Regions from separate parts of the Capsicum annuum genome. Here region 1 is linked to region 2. Evidence: chromatin contacts called from public Hi-C data. All regions are on one chromosome and are shown on one strand. Each heading gives the region's core, a stretch centred on a gene start, on an enhancer-like site or on the middle of the called end of the contact. The rest is flanking DNA. Distances are from core to core; before and after follow the strand shown. Region 1 has its middle 12 kb from the start of LOC107845395. Region 2 holds the start of LOC107845650.

The links. A called contact is a pair of places that touch in the nucleus more often than the background predicts.
Region 1: a contact with region 2 is called in a Hi-C map of leaf, with 2.6 times the contacts expected there. The contact joins the enhancer-like site here to the promoter of LOC107845650 in region 2. A contact is called at or near these places in 2 of 5 Hi-C or Micro-C datasets (both in leaf).

Annotation. Positions count from the first base shown.
Region 1 is chr10:55,327,642-55,330,568 of UCD10Xv1.1, reverse strand. No RefSeq gene overlaps it. Among protein-coding and RNA genes, the nearest start is that of LOC107845395, 12 kb to the left of the region's middle. Within about 2 kb of position 1,273, at least 2 of the 5 cell types and tissues checked have an H3K27ac peak or open chromatin away from gene starts, as enhancers often do. A contact at or near this core is called in leaf, where this site is marked.
Region 2 is chr10:55,175,154-55,178,130 of UCD10Xv1.1, reverse strand. LOC107845650 reads left to right here and starts at 1,637. Exons shown (of 1, transcript XM_016690080.2): 1 at 1,637-2,977. The coding sequence starts at 1,806.

The DNA of each region.
Region 1 (2,927 bases), core at 24-2,523, 150 kb before region 2:
TCTTTAAACTTTTTTTAATTTATTCAACGTGAGTTATTTTTTGTCAATTTATCGAGACGATAATATTCCTCCAAATAATGTTAGTAATAAAAAAAATGACTCCGTTAACTTAAAAAGTATATGCCTAATTTGGTGGGATTAGTAGTTCATGGATTACAATTCATTGATAAATATGTGTAAAGATAAAAATGCTCTCAAATTTTTTTAAATCTTTTCTAAGTCTTTCAATTTATTTAGTGTGAGTTATTTCTTTTCAATTTATCGAGATGATAATATTTTTCAAAATAATTTTAGTAATAAAAGAATTACTCCATACACTTAAAAAGTACTTATTGATCAAAACTCAAAAATAAATTGCATGATTACATATAGGCTTTAATTTTGTAAAGACAAAAAAGCTCTCAAATTTCTTTAAATTTTTTCTAAATCTTTTTTAATTTATTCAATGTGAGTTATTTCTTTTCAATTTATCGAGACGATAATATTGCTCCAAGTAATTTTAGTAATAAAAAAAATTACTTCATTAACTTAAAAAGTACTTATTGATCAAAACTTAAAATAAATTGCATGATTACATACAAGCTTTAATTTTGAAAATAGAATATATTACAAATAAAAATAATTTTTTTCTTACCTTTCACTCTATGGAACACAATTTTATGTTAACAATGATTCTATTGTTTCATTCAAAATTACATGTATCTCTCTCTCCTTAAGAACATCATCAAGTGGGAACAACAAATAAATGATGAACAAATAAAGAATAGATAAAACAAAAATAATTTTTGCAAGTGAATCATTAAATTTTAAAATTTCAAAGTAAGTTATTAGTTATATTGTTGATTTTTTTTTAATTTTTAAAAAAAATAATAAATCTTTGTAGAAAGTACATAAAGTTATAGTATGTCAAGGGCATTTTTGTAAATAATATTATTTTTAAAATATGACAATACATATTGTTTTCAATATATCAAATTAAACATTGTATAAAAAATAATAACAACATTATTAATTTCAGTATTATTAGTCCCATCACTACTAATCACACCATTACTAATATAATTTGTTAAATATTATCTTATACACTCTGTCAAACGTACTCTTGAGTTCTAGGTAAAAACAAAGCCATCTCAAACAGAAATTTGGCATTAATTTGGCAGTAGGTTTAGCAAGTGACATGATAGAATTGACCTCGACTTCGTTCATGCACTTCATCATATGTTGAAGTGATCATTAGTGGAGGCGGGCAGGTTGATCTGACATTTGTATGCTCACGATCAAGTAGTGATCGATGACACCACTGATTGAAAGATGTACCTGTCATCGCTTTAACCATGAACTGATCTTTCTTTAGTTTGATATTAATATTAAGTGAAAATTATCTTTTATGTATTTATTAGATTGTTTATTGTATGTTGTAGTAATATTTTTTAATAATTATTGAATTCTGGTTTTAATTGTCGGTAGTAACAATTTTTTAAATAGATTATTTTTTAAAATTTATTTATTAGATATATATCAATTAAAACATTTTCTAAATTTGTGTTATCTTTCAATTATCATATTCTTAGGGAGTAAATATGGATTAAATAACTTATTTATTCCTGCACGTTTCCTACTGTTTCTAAATCATTTATCACTACACATTGCTTTCCTTTATGGAAAAATAGCATTAATTTATATTTTCAACTATTCACGATTTTCTTCTCTCTTTTTTACTGGTTTAATATTTTTTTCTTCATTACTATCACCTACCTTAATTATCTTTCACTTTTAAAATTTTCAAAGAATTTTGGAGTTTGAATTTTCTGAGGTATAATCTTTTATTGTTCTTTTTTCAATTATTTTACTTGATTTGTGGAGATTTAATTCAAGTTTGATATGAATTATTTCTTTTATTCCTATGTTCACATTGTGATCTCTAGACCTTTGTTTGATTTGCGGTATTTCGCCTCTTCTTCAATCAAGAATAATAAGAAGAAGAAAGTTGAGATTGATGGTATTTTGAGCAATCAAAGTGAGTTGATTTCGAATATATTATTGATACGAAATAACCATCATCGTTGAAACAACCTATTATAAACATGCAAAGTGATAGTTTGCCGAAGAAAATTGCTATTTCTCAAAAAAGAGGAACAACAAAAGAAAAAATATTTGGTTGAGCAAGTTGCATATTTTAATTAATTTACTTTTACTTTTATCTCGTCACGGAGTTCTTTGATTTTAATTTATGAAAATAATATAAAATCTTATAAAGTTTACTGTATAAAAATGATACAATATCTACTAATGAGGAATGATATAACAAATTCTATTGAAATCAGTTTATATATTCATCTCATTTACAAAATGATATTTTTTATCAGGATCTCTATGTATGTAATTCTTAATAAAATACAATAAAAAATCTTATGATTTTTGTTTGAATTTATTTGATAACTAGGTTTATACCCACTACATATACAATTCTTTATGTGTATTACATTTCATTTAATTTTTTCGATCAAATTTAAATCATGTTATATATCAATATCATATACAAAATAATTTTTGATTTTTGAGTTTTTGATCTATGAAATTGATATGTAAAATGATATATAAGAATGATGCATACTTATTAATGTTTTTAGTGGATGAAAATGATATTGAAATAAATAAAAAATCTGGATAATACTTTTTCCAATTTTACCATCAAAATAAGTAAATTTGTATTTTAATTAAAAAAATTAGTTATTAAAATAAAAAGTTTAAATTTTATTGAATTTCATTCAGAATTTGATTTCTGATTTTGGAGGAAGAAGAAGAAAGGTATTTTAATGAAATTTTTCAATGATTAAAATAAAAATCTATATAATAATGAATTGTTATATCTTTTCTGTTTGAACAACTTTTATATCTTTTATAGAAAATTATATACGAATGCTTAA
Region 2 (2,977 bases), core at 388-2,887:
CATATAAAGATTAAAAATAATGTTCAACATATGAACCGATTTCTCTGTGAATTGATCTATGTATCAAATGATAATCAAAGGAATTGGCTACTAAAATAGAAAGAGAAGATAGGCAACTCGGGAGTTCAAGTTGCAGTTTATTAAAAAATTGATAATACATGAGATAATACAATGGAAGCTTATTGATAATATATAAGGAAAGACATGATTTACTCCTGAGCTTGTCCTCTCAACTTACTTTAGCATTTAAACTAAACTTCCATTTATTTTCTCCCATTAACATCTTTAAAGTGAATTTATTTCACCCCTAATACTGACATGACATTTTCAAGAAAAAATAGGCACGTTTAATTTGTAACAAAAATTAATTTCACTAATATTATATTTTAAATATAATAGAAATTCTTTTTAACAAAAAAACTGAACACCTTTTTCTTCTTTTCTTCTCCAAAACATCATTAAGAAAAACACTCAAATTCCTTCATTAATAACATCAAATCCATTCTCCACCAACACTCTCCTTTAATTTTTTTTATTTTCCTTCATTAATACCACCAAAGAATAAACATGAAGACACCGAATTAAAATTTTTTCTCTATTGAACACCATCTCAACCTTCAATCCAACTCCCTAAAAATTTGAACAAATATTAAATTAAATTGATGATTTTATTTTTGAACCACTTATCAACAATGAGATTTATTTTGATTTTTACTTTTGAATTTTTTGATTAATAAAACAATTTTTGAACAGTAAAATAAGTGAAAAAATTAATTTTAACTTGATGGAGGTGTTTTTATGTTTGAATAAGAAAGGTGGGGAGGGTTGGAAGGGAGAAAGAACGGCAGGGGGCGAGGGAACCTGTTTGTAGGGGAGGGGGCTGGAAGAGGAGGGGGTATTTTTGTTTTTGAACAAGAAAGAAGGGGTGGGGGAGGCTGGAAGGGGAGAAAGTAAGGGGTGGGGGAGGCTGGAAGGGGAGAAAGAGTAGGGGGTAGGGGTGGGGCTGAAAGGGGAGAAAGAGCGGGAGAGGGGGCGGGGGTACCTATTTACAGGGTTGGGGTTGCGGGGGACTGGAAGAGAGGGGGGGGGGGGGGTCTGAAGAAGAAGAAAAATGGGGTGGGGTAGGGCATTTTCTTTAATATATATATAATATTATTTAAATATATATATATATATATATATTTAAAAGTAAAAAATATATATGTACTATTTATATATATATAGTTATATATATATATATATATTTAAATAAATAGTACATATATATTTTTTACTTTTTAAAACAAAAATACATAAACATAGTATGTGAGTGAGATTACTTTTTTTTTTTTAAAATTATAATTTCTTACATGGCAATGAAATGACACTGACGTGACACTAATTTGGTACTGACATGACGCGTGTGTAGTGCACTCTTTATTGTGAAATTGGGATTGTGATTTTGAAGGTGAAATAAATTTACTTTAAACATATTAAGGGTAAATAAATAAAAATTTAATTTAAGTGATAAAGTAAGTTGAGCGAATAAGTTCGAGAAAAAAATTGATGTCTTTTCTCATAATATTTTAACACAATAATTTATGGAATCATTGACTAGTCATAAAAGGACGAAAATGTTCATATGTGAAAGTGAGAGGGCAACAACTTGGTTACTTGTCGACAAAATAGTTTGTACTGTTAATGCTTTTCTTTCTTCTCGTGACTATGAACCAATACTAGTCTATTCCTCTATTTTTCCAATTAATCTCCTCATATAATTGATCTTTGTATCACTCCAAATCCACTGCCCCTCAGTCTATGAGCAAATGGCTACCATTATCTCTATTGTTTTTATCCTCCAAATATGCTTTCAGAATTGTCTAGTTCTTGCTAGTCCAATTCTTGGCCAAATTAGTAGAGAAACATTGGAGATAATCATCGGTGGAGGTGGTGGTAATTCTCCACCACCACCTCTCCCGGATAATCAAGATTGTCCCCCACCCCCTCCACCACCCGAACCTCCTTGCCCTCCGCCACCATCACCACCATTGCTCTTCTTTGAAAGTAAACGTGTCGAGATCGCCTATCATGTTATCCAAAAGTTTAAGGCCAAAATCAAGCATGACCCCCTTGGCATTACGACCACATGGGTTGGCTCTGATGTTTGTAACAAGTACAAGGGTTTCCATTGTGCAGTGGTTCCTAACTATAAGGTTCAATCATTAGCTGCGGTGGACTTTAATCAATTCAAGTTTGATGGCCCTGACCTCACTCTTGATGGCTTTCTTGATGAACTACCAGACATAACAATCTTTCATGCAAATTCCAACAAGTTTAAAGGCACAATCCCAAAAAAAATCGCCAATCTTCGTTACCTCTATGAGCTAGACCTTAGCAACAACAATTATAATGGTGAATTCCCATATAACGTTCTTAATGCCAAGAACTTATATTTCTTGGACCTTAGGTTCAATATGTTTTCCGGGGTAGTTCCGCCTCAAGTTTTCTTGCTAAACCTTGATGTTCTGTTCATCAACAACAACAATTTAATGCAGAAACTTCCTGCTAACTTGGGATCAACTCCAGTTCTTTACTTAACTTTAGCCAACAACAAATTCACTGGTCCAATTCCCCGTAGCATTGGCCAAGCGTGTAAAACATTACGTGAAGTACTGTTCTTGAACAACCAGCTCACTGGGTGCTTGCCTTATGAAATTGGGCTTTTAAGTAAGGCCACTATTTTCGATGTGAGCAAAAATCAGTTAACTGGGATAATACCTCTTTCATTTGGATGTTTGGCTAAGATGCAGATACTGAACTTGGCACAAAATCAGTTCTATGGTGCTGTGCCTGAACTGCTGTGCAAGCTGTCCAACTTGAAGAATTTGTCACTACCATATAATTACTTCACAAAGGTTGGGCCAGAATGCAAGAAGTTAATTCAAAGAAAGGTTCTTGATGTAAGGATGAACTGCATTCCAGGCTTGCCAATGCAAAG